Linked DNA regions of Mus musculus: regions 1 and 3 are each linked to region 2. The links are chromatin contacts, called in public promoter capture Hi-C maps. All regions are on one chromosome and are shown on one strand. Each heading gives the region's core, a stretch centred on a gene start, on an enhancer-like site or on the middle of the called end of the contact. The rest is flanking DNA. Distances are from core to core; before and after follow the strand shown. Region 1 holds the start of Mtfmt (mitochondrial methionyl-tRNA formyltransferase). Region 2 holds the start of Map2k5 (mitogen-activated protein kinase kinase 5). Region 3 holds the start of Ppib (peptidylprolyl isomerase B).

Region 1 (3,582 bases), core at 185-2,684, 2.1 Mb before region 2:
CTTATAAGTAAAACTTACTAGGGAAATTTAAGAATAAGAGCCTCACTCAAAAGCCGGCCAAAGGAAGCCACTACCCCAACATCATATTCTCCAGATCCCACGTCGGGCCACTCGTACACCGGGAGCTGAGACTGAATAGCATATTGCTTCACAGGTAGTCCTTTGGGGGATAGCGAAGGCACTGTGACAACCTCCAGTTTCTCAATTAACTTTTCCTCTTTGCCGTCTCTGAATCAGAAAGATTGGGGGAAAAAAAATTTGACAGTGTCAGGGCAACAGCCCAAAGCTAAACTATTTCATGCACAGCAAAGCTATTTTTATGATTAAACCCATAGTACATTTAGAGCTAAAATAATTAAGATTTTTTGCAACCAACACACAGGGTTTAAATTTAATAATTTAAAAATTAAATTGTCTTTTATTATTATTATTGTGTGCATGGTGTGGGCATGTGCTATTATTACTGTGTGCGTGTGTGCAGGCGTATGCTACAGCATGTGTGTGGAAATGAGAGGAAAACTTTCAGAAGTCAGCTCTCTTCTTACAGCATCCACAGGGTGTAGCTCACAAGGGCCTGTCACTCCAGCTCCAGGGAATGGGACACTCACTTTAGGCCTCCACAGGCACCAACACGTACATGCTCATAGACACACACACATACAAATAAAATCTCAAAGTAAAAATCTTATTTAAAAAGAAAAGTGTTTGTAGGAAGGCAGGGATGGAGGCGAGATAAGTGCCTGGAAACCAGGGACCGATAAATAACCAAATATCCTTCCAGGGAAGTGGGGCGGTAGACACAGCAGCCTTTCAGGAAAGGGTGAATTACAAATAACTTTCTTCCTAGTAGACAAGGTTAGTTAAATCGCATAAATATTATATGTATATGAAACTGTTCTAACTTAGAAATGTATTCATTTGAAAACACAGGCGTGTAAAAGGGCAAGGAAACGGAGGCCACCAACACCAGGAAGGGACGAACTTTGGAGTCACAGCCCTTTTCAGCTAACCGGCTCCGCCCACGACCCTGGGTACTGGCCGGGCCTCTCCAGGTACCGGTTCCCAGGCTCGGGGAGATGGAGGGTCTGCTGGCAGATGCTGCAGGAGCCACAGGAGCTCTGCCGGCCGGGACCCAACAGGGCGCCTTCCCGGGACCTCGCTGCCCTGGGGTCGCCACCGCGGCTCGGCGTGGGACCCTGCCCCGGTACCTGGCGGCGTGCAGCGCCCGCAGCGTTTCCCGGGCAAAGTGGTCGGTGCCGAGGAACAGCACCCGCCAAGGCGGCTTCTCGCGGACTCGGGAACCTCGGCCGTCCTTCCCGTCGAACCCGGCAGGTGCTTGACAGGAACAGCGTGGCCTCCTTCCCATCAGCCACCGACCCCAGCAGCACCGCGGAAGGAGCATCACCTCGGCCCGCAGCGGCCCACCATGCGCATGCGTGCCCATGGTGGGGGGCGGAGCAAAGAGCTCAAAGGCCCAAGCACGCGCAGACGACAAGGCGGGGCCTGCCGCTTTGGAGGCGTGGCTCAACTGAAGAACCACTAAGGAAGAAATTTGAGGGGACTTTGATGTGTATTATTCAGCCAAGCTCTTCAAAGAACACTGCAGATATATACACACAAGCAAGACACTCATATGAATAAAACAAACCTTTAAAAGAAACTATTTTTTAAAACTTTACAAATTTTTTTTTAATTTATTTTTGTTTTACGTGCTTTGGTGCTTTGCCTGCATGCATGTCTGTGTAAGAGTGTGGAATCCCCTACAACTCGAGACAGTTCTGAGCTGCCACATGGGCCTGGGAATTGAACCTGGGTCCTATGGAAGGGAAGCCAGTGCTCTTAACTGCTGAGCCATCTCTGCAACGAGGGGTCCTGTCCCTCCAGCTCCAAAGCCATGATCCTAACCATTCGACCTGAACAGCAATCTTAACTACTAAGCAACTCAGGATTTCCACACCCAATGAAACTAAGGTTTGCTCACCTGTCTGAAGTCACTTCAGGAATCCAAGACTCTTAGATTCTCAGGCCTCCCATGTGGGATGCCATAGGGAGACTGTAGGGAAACGGAGGGGTGAGGGCTATCTGCTGAAGACCTCTGAAGACCATGGTGTGCAGATAGATATGTGTTTCCAAGGTACACTGGGGTCCTTAACATGGGTCATGCTTGTGACGCTGGCTCTGGCTATAGAGCAGCATCAGGTTCCTCTCTCATCTAATTCCTGTCACATGGCCTGAAAGCCAGAGGCCCTGGAGCAGTCTTTCATTTAGTTTTGAGGATCCCTGCTTCTGTGCCCTTGAGCGTTCCATCCACCTCACATTTCCTCTCTTCCTCACTAAATGGTATCCATTTTTCAGTGCTAAGACAACACCCTCCCTGAGGCCTTGAACTCCTACCTCACAGATTCAATAATTTTTTTCTCCATGTGTCCCCTCAAAACTGAGAGCGGCTTTGTTTGCCATAGTTGTGGAAAGTTGGCCAATGTGTGCCCAGAGAGCGGCAAATTCCTTGGGCTAAGTAGAAAAGAGAGGCAAAGATTATGATGCTGCTAGCCGGTGCATCTGACCATATGAGGGAAATGAGATGTGATGCCAAGCCGTATCCTCCTCTGATCAAGTCAGTCCCAGAATCCTAACTTAGGGGAAGTGGAACATGATTCTGACACTCAAGGTGCTGTCTTTTGAATACCGACTGAAGGTGTGACCTACTGGAGCTGGAGAGACGGCTCAGTGGTTAAGATGCTCGCTGTTCTTGCAGAGGACCTGAGTTTGTTTTCTAGCACACACATTGCCAGATCTAGGAGACTCACTGCCCTCTTCTGGCCCCTGCAGGCACTGCAGTCATGCGACAAACACACCACTAAAAAGCAAAATCTTCAAGTATGGGTCTGGAGAGATGGGTCAGCAAGTAAGAGCACAGGGTGCTCTAACAAAGGACTCCTGTTTAATTCCTGTACCCACATGGTGGCTCACAACCACCTGTAACTCCAGGGCATCCTCTCCTGGCCTCTGAGGGCATTGCAGGCACAATGTGCACTCGGTGCACAGACATAGGCACAAGGCTGATGTAGTTTATTTTCAGCAGCTCAAGCTCTCCCACGTAGCTGTGCCACAAACGCTGCCTCCTGCCGCTCACAGCACCCTCTGCCTACCACACAACTAGCTTGTTGGAGCAAGAGGCTAGCATTAATCTTTTCTTCATAGAGCAGCCTATTGCTACTGACTGGCACCTTTCTGTCCCTGTTTGCTTGTTTGTGTGAGGCAGGGTCTGGTCTTGCTGTGTCTTCGATGCTGGCCAAGACCTTGTGATCCTCCCACAGTAAACTTCTTAGAGGAGGAGGAGAAGGAGGAGGAGAAGGAGGAGGAGGAGGAGGAGGAGGAGGAGGAGGAGGAGGAGGAGGAGGGAGAGGAGGAGGGGGGAGGAGGAGGAGAGGAGGAGAAGGAGGAGGGAGAGGAGGAGGAGGAAAAAGAGGAGAAGGAGGAGGAGGAGAAGGAGGAGGAGGGAGAGGAGGAGGGAGAGGAGGAGGGAGAGGAGGAGGGAGAGATGGAGGAGGAGGAGAAGCTGAATATGATATGAGTGTAAAG
Region 2 (3,575 bases), core at 484-2,983:
CCACTGACGGACAAGCAAGGCTTGAGCATATGGGGGACATTTCCAATCCAAACTTTAACCCCCTTTAAGTAGGAAAGAAACAAGCATAAACCTTCTACTACAATTAAAGTACTTTATGGCTACCAAACTACCTCAGTCAGAACTTGTGTGGCTACTTATGTCTACTGTTAAAAAGAAAATACTATGTGCAAAAACTTTAAGATCATAAACATATATCCCTTTAATTTGGACGGTGGTGTTTATATTACTTAACAAAGAGGTACTTTTGAATGTTAATAGTTCTGTGAAACTCTGCTCAAATAATAAAGTCTTAAGATTTCATGCTATGTAAAGGCTACAAAAAGTTGAAATGTGATTATATTTGCTCTTTAGATATTTGGGAAGCTGAGAGACTGCCATTCATATATTTAAAAAAGTGCTTCAGAATATACATGCAAATTTGGCAAATGGTGTTGGTTTTCCCTATGGTACTATGAATTTTTAAAAAGACGTTTTAACAAATCATAGGTTAATAGAAAATCTCTAGTTTTGTAGTTAATTTTCCTTAATAATAGAAATAAAGTTTAGATTAAGAAGTACATGGCAAAATAGTGAATTTTTCTTTAGCACTGAAGAGCAGTTACAAAGGGGTAGTTCCAACAGTACCTGGAGAATCGGTCTACGTGAATTCCTACCTAAGCTATTAAGGAATAATAACTAAAAGATGGTCATTTATCTCCTACAATGGCCTTTCAAATGCAACAGGAAAAAAGCCCAAGTAGAGGAAATTATGCCACAAATTTTGGTATTACATTGAAAATGATCAACATTTAATTGTTCCTCCTCTTACATTAATCACATATCTGTTTATTCCGGGGAAAGTGGACACTGGTCCCACCACCCCACGCACTATGTTTATGCATAATCAGCCCCAAAAGGTAGAGATAATAGCATAATTTAATTACAAATAAAGGGCCTACCTACACGTTGCCATTTGTAAGCAATTCTTTTGTATAGACACATAGATCAACAGGATTATGCACTTTAAAATGTGAGGTAACAAGGCATTTAAAAATAACCAAGGTTTACGGCTACTGCCCTGCTATCACTGACTGCATAAACACTGCAATTTAGCTGAAAATATATGGAACAGACGGGATATTTTTGCAACGGTTGAATAAGATATTATGATGCCAGAAATACAGCTGTCCCCAGGCAGTTAAGCGCTCTCCATTGAGTTTCTTTACTGTTGCTTTTGAGTAGGAGATTGCTTGGTACTGTAGGTCACTGGTTAGGGTAAAGGACCTCACTGAAAAATTCATGCACACTTTGCTAACGTGGGAGAAAAAATAGTGGTATTTTGGAACTGTTAATTGGAAGAAGGGGCATAAAAACATGCTTTTTTTTTTTTTTTTCTTTTTTTAATAAAAAGGTCTTGCCTGGCTCTTGCCGATTTAATGTAACAAACCCGCGGATAGTAAAAGGTATATAACTTGACAAGCTGGTGCTGCCGTCTTGTCCTTCACCGCCTTTTCTGCATGATCAAACCTTAAATTGTTTTACGGACAGCCCCCAGCCGTAGATCCGTGTCTTCCTGGGTTTTCTAGGCTCCTTTACCACTACCTGAAGAGATGGAAGTCAGCCAGTCCTAGCACGAGATCCCTGCTCCGCCCCAGCTGCCCTCTTCCAACATGGCGCCCCAGGAGGCGGGTCCCACATGTCGGCTCCCCGGGTTCCGGCGCCATCGCGTTTTGGTTCCGGAGTAACAGCGGTCTAACGGCCGCCTTCCTCCTCCTCTCGCCGCCACCTCCGCTGCCGGGACGCGGGCCTCAGTCGGACGATCCTGCACGCGCCGCGCCCTCCGGTTCCGGCTGCGGTCCGGGACCCGCCCCTTGACCCCGCGGCCCTGGGCCCCCCTGCCTGGTTGGAGGGCAGGCGCCACCGGTGCACCTCCGAAACAGCCCCGACCCAGCCCGCGGCGCCCGGCCACCGTCCCCTTGCCCACCGAGACACTCAGGACGGCAGGACCCTGGCCACTGTACCTGCCTTAAACCAGGCCGTTGCTCCGCTGTCTCCTCTTACTCACAAGGACTACAGAATGCTTGTGGGTTCTGTTTTGTCCACTTTTGTAACTCCAGGACCTTCCGCTCTCTACTAATTCCTCTTGGCCGGTCCCCCAACAGTGCATCCTCTCCTAGGGACACTCCACACGACCTGGGCCTGGTTTTGGGCCTGCAAGCTCCCTCCTGATCGCTCCTCTTCACTTCTCCCCATCTTCTTGCTCCCTATTTATCGCCTGCCTTCTGTCTATCGTTCCCCTTGTCACTTCTTGGGGCTCCTCCTAAGTAGGGGCAGGTCGGTACCCCTCGCCCCAGGATGTGAGACCCTTTAACCTGTAATGCTGTGGCTGGCCCTTGGCCCCTTCTGTGCCATGGAGAACCAGGTGCTGGTGATTCGGATCAAGATTCCAAATAGTGGCGCGGTGGACTGGACCGTGCACTCCGGGCCGCAGTTACTCTTCAGGGATGTTCTGGTGAGTGGTGACTTTAGTGGCCAAATCCCAGCGTTGGGGATTATGGATCTGGATAGGCAGCATCTTGACCATTGGTGGCCTGAGCTGGCCTCTGGTGGGGTCAACTTACCTGTTTTAACCACAGTCTCGGTTAATTGCACTCACTGAAAACTGGTAAATGTGCAGCGCCCTGGGAAATTGATGTATCCGACTGAACCCCTGCCCTCAGGAAGCTCACAGTCTGGACTGTGACTTACACACCAGTGCAGACAACTGGGATGTAAAGAGTTTTAAAACTGTTTCTTATATTTTTCTCAAGTATTTGGAAAGGATTCCTGCCCTCATTCTAGCCCTGTCACTGCTGAGTTTCCTGAACTTGTGACCTGCTGGGAAAGGGACACCAGGGCAATCTTAGTTTACAATGGTTAAGCAAACCTTAGATGCCACTGAATGGGAGACCTAGACTTAACTATCAATATGGAAAGGATGCTGCCTGTTAGAACTACAGCACATCATTCCGTGACAAACACAGCTCAATTTCAGAGATGTTGAGTGTTCAGGGAAAATTTACATCTTAGAATCAACAGTGCATTGCCTTGGGATGCTTAGAATATATTTCACACAAAATTATGAAGGTTAATGTAGGCTGGCCCTTGAGTCCATATATAATATATACTATAAAACATTATGTATGTGTGTGTTTGTCCTGAATAGAGAGTAAAAGGACCTTCCGAGGACTTGCTCCTGAGGTTGAGAGTCAGTGCCAAAACTATAGCTTCCTTACTTAGTATATGAGTATATGTGTGTGCAGATGTGTGTGCGTGCATGTGGAGATCAGAGATCAGCCTCAGATGTGCTCAGGTGCCATCCACCTTGTTGTTTTGGGATAGGGTTGGCTGGCCAGCAAGCCCTGGGCATTCGCCTGTTTCAGCATTCCCAATGTTAAGATTACAAGCACTCATGCCACCAAGCCTGGGCCACCTGTCAAGCACCCACTTCCTAGGTTTTTTGTTTATTTGTTTGTTTTTGTTTATTTTTTATTTTTATTTTTTAACATGGGTCTAGAGATTAGTCTCAGGCCCTC
Region 3 (3,546 bases), core at 476-2,975, 2.7 Mb before region 2:
AACTGTGAGGCTGCCAGATTTAGCACTGTGGATTATTATTCTATTATGACTAGCTGTAGGAAGCAGCAGGGGTTGGAAGAACCAGTCCAATCTCTGGGAAGTGCCAAACTGGGCAACTGAGGCTCTGAGTAAGTCACCGCAGTTCCAGGGCCTTCTCCAGAATTAAAGACTGGACCCCTTTATTCCCACTTAATATACAAAAATATCTCATCCTCAGGGAAGCCAGCTAATGAAGTCTGTCTACCACTACACACGGGCCACACTCTGAAGCCCCAGCTGCTCCCATCCCTACTGTGTGGGGTTAGCCACTTACCTCTCCTGTAGCTAAGGCTACAAAATTATCCACTGTTTTTGGAACAGTCTTTCCAAAGAGTCCAAAGACGACTCGTCCTACAGATTCATCTCCAATTTGTAAATCAAAGTATACCTAAGGAAAGTGAACAAGTCCAAGCTTAGCCTTCACAGGGGCCTTGGTAGAGGAGGGCCTGAGGAGTTACCCCATGAGTGAGAACAAAGCCTAAAGCTGTGGCTGAGTAGGGCAAAACCTTTGTACAAATCCAACAAACAGGCTGGAGAAACAGCAGCTGTTAAGAGCATCTGCTGCTTTCCCAGACCCTAGAGCTTCTGTTCTCAGCACCTAGATGGTGGCTACAACCATCTGTACACTTATGAAAGCTCTAGTAGTCTCCAACCCCAGTACTAGGGAGTACGAAATGGTGGGCCACTGCAGATAAGCCGTCCACCACTGAGCTAATAACCCCAGTAATTAATCTTGCTAAATTGTAGTCTCCCTCAAGTAGCTGGGAGTAATATATGCCACAGCACTTGGGTCCACCCCAAGAAAGGATTACAGACTGCCTTATGGCTTAGAGGAAAATTCGGTTGCGGCCAAGCCTGAAGACCAGAGACCAACGTGAATGGACTCCTGCAAACTGTCCTCTGACCTCTACGGTTGCACTGTGGTACCCGAGTCCCTCTCCCTACTAAGTAAATAATGTAACATTTTTTAAAAGTTTTCGTTCTCAAGACTATAGAATAGCAATCTGTGCTCTTTAAATGATTCCAGATTATAGAAACATACATTAAAAGGGGGACATACACAGGGAGATACACTGTGCTTGCAAGTTTAACTATATTTACTGTGTGTGCTACAAAACACACTAAACTGGAGAGACCATAGTAAAAGATTCGGCAATTCTGATCCATCACCATTTCCCAGCAATGCAGGGGATGTGCAAAGGGACCGTCCTAAGGATGTCCGTGCTGGCCGAAGCTGGGCATCCTGGGTCAGGGCGGGGGGCTGGGGGAGTCTGGGTTATTCTCTAGTCTGAGTAGATAGGGCGAGCCTGGCTTCAAGAGATCAAAGTCGACCCAAGGAAGAACTGAACAAGAACAAGGACGCTCAGGTCGGAACTACTGGGCCAGACCCGCTCCGGCTTGAGCCGGACCTAAGGCGGCGGAAGGCAGGCCTCGCTGGTGAGGGGAGCCCAGACCTTGACTGTGACTTTAGGTCCCTTCTTCTTATCGTTGGCCACGGAGGGTCCGGGCAGCAAAAGGAAGACGACGGAGCCCACGATGAGGGCGGCGGCGAAGAGCACCTTCATATTGCGCTCCGAGAGGCGCAGCATCCACCGGCAGCAGCAAGAGCGGTCGGGCAGCCCGGACCGGAAAAGGGTGTGGACGCGCAGCGTGCGCGTGGCCGCCCAGGCGTGGGGTGGACCCGGGGCCGCGGGCGGTCTCGTAGCGCCAGGAGCGCGCCACGTTCTCCCTGCGCAGCGACGCCGAGTGGTAGGCGCTGCCGGGGGCGGGGCTGCGGGTGGCTGCCACGTTACAGCCCTCTGATTGGGTATGTCAAGGCGGTGCGCAAAGGCAGCGTTGGGATTGGTATCAGAAAGAGAGACTACGCACCCCAGCGTGCCTTGCGACCCCACCTGCCCATCCAACTTTCAGACTTTTGTCACGGCGTGCAAAGACCAGTCGCTGCCAAATTTGGAGGTGGTCTTCAGAAGACTGGACACACTTAACCTTAGTACTAGGGGTTGAATTTAGCGGTTGAGCGTTACAGCATAGCCTTCTATATCTTCTATAATGCCTTGCTTGGGGACCGGGCGTAGTGGCTCACACCCGTCATCCCAGCACTGGGCAGGGTGAAGTAGGATGGTAAAAAGTTCAAGGCCAGCCTGGGCTACAGAGTGACTACTAGTTCTTTTTGGACTAGAGTGAGACCTTGTCTTAAAACGAACACGACCAGTCATGGTTGCACGTCTCTTTAATCCCAGCACCTTGGAGGAAGAAGCAGAAAGATTTCTGTGAGTTTAAGGCGGCTTCTATGTAGTTAGTTTCTGGCTATTAAGCATAATATAGTAACACCTATGCCCGAGAACAAAAAAGGGGTGGAGTCGAGGGGTGAAGAGATGGCTCAGTGTTAAGGTTCTTGCTCCACAATCATGAGGACCTGAATTTGGACCCAGCTCTAAAAGCAGATCATGGCCATACTTTATGACTCTAATCCTAGTGCTGTAGTGGTGCTGGACATAGGCGGGTCTGGTAGCCTTGCTTGCTTCCAGACTAGTTCTTTGATTGAGGTAGAGATCCTGTCTCAAAATGAAGGCCCAGAATGATAAGAGCTCTACACATAATGTGCATGCATTACACACACACACACACACACACACACACACTGCTTCCATTTTTAGTTTTTACTAATTTACTACTCATCTTTGTCTTGGAATCCTGTGCTTAACTGCTGTGTGCGCCTATGAAAGGATGCATTCTGTTGGATACTTTGGTATTTATCTTTTCCTTTTTACAATGTCTCATTGCATGTGAGTGGGTAGACACGTAGTTACCTGCATGTGGAGGGAGTTTATTCTCTCCTTACATCACAGGGACTCTGAGGGTTGAACCCATGTCCTTTGGCTCAGAGGCAGCAGGCAACTTTACTGAACCTGAGTTATCCTACCGGCTCCTGGTGTTAAATTTCTTTTCTTCGCACTTTGTTTTAGGAGAATGAGCCCTTGCTGCACATAGTCTTTACATAGCTCCCCTAGCCTGTCTCCAGGGCTCGGTGCTCAGCAGGTATTGGTTGGGGTGGCTTCACATTAACATAGAAGTGGAAAATAACATATACAAAGGTCTGTGGCTGACTGCCTTTTCTTTTTCATAGCTGCAGGTGCTTCCATGGGCTGTTTTCGGTTGTAACACACACTTGGTGTTGCTCCATTCTATAGTGCACACACTTTGGCGTTTGGAGTCTTACACTGTGCTGATTCCAGTGATATTTACCCTATAGGCTCGGGCATTTGAATGCTTGATCTCCAGTTGTGCTGCTGTTTGGGCAGGCTTAGAAGGTGGGGCCTTGTTGGAGGAAGCTCATCACTTGGTAGGATATGAGGTTTCAAAGCCCTGCACTATTCCTAGCTAGTGTTCTGCTTCCTGCTTCAGGTTCTGGATATGAGCTCTCAGCTGTTCCTGTTGCCAGGCAAAGAGGCAAGAATAAAACTCAGCTCGGCATGACCTAGCCAGGCTAGTTCGACTTTCTGGGGT

The links. Promoter capture Hi-C pulls out the DNA fragments that hold promoters and counts their contacts.
Region 1: a contact with region 2 is called in a promoter capture Hi-C map of liver, with 4 times the contacts expected there. The contact joins the promoter of Mtfmt here to the promoter of Map2k5 in region 2. A contact is called at or near these places in 1 of 39 promoter capture datasets (liver) and 1 of 484 Hi-C or Micro-C datasets (B cells).
Region 3: a contact with region 2 is called in a promoter capture Hi-C map of liver, with 3 times the contacts expected there. The contact joins the promoter of Ppib here to the promoter of Map2k5 in region 2. A contact is called at or near these places in 1 of 39 promoter capture datasets (liver) and 1 of 484 Hi-C or Micro-C datasets (B cells).

What each region holds. Positions count from the first base shown.
Region 1 is chr9:65,433,634-65,437,215 of GRCm38.p6, reverse strand. It overlaps Mtfmt (mitochondrial methionyl-tRNA formyltransferase), which reads right to left and starts at 1,434. Exons shown (of 9, transcript NM_027134.3): 1 at 1,209-1,434; 2 at 19-228. The coding sequence starts at 1,402.
Region 2 is chr9:63,376,060-63,379,634 of GRCm38.p6, reverse strand. It overlaps Map2k5 (mitogen-activated protein kinase kinase 5), which reads left to right and starts at 1,733. Exons shown (of 22, transcript NM_011840.3): 1 at 1,733-2,512. The coding sequence starts at 2,378.
Region 3 is chr9:66,058,348-66,061,893 of GRCm38.p6, reverse strand. It overlaps Ppib (peptidylprolyl isomerase B), which reads right to left and starts at 1,725. Exons shown (of 5, transcript NM_011149.2): 1 at 1,494-1,725; 2 at 314-427. The coding sequence starts at 1,628.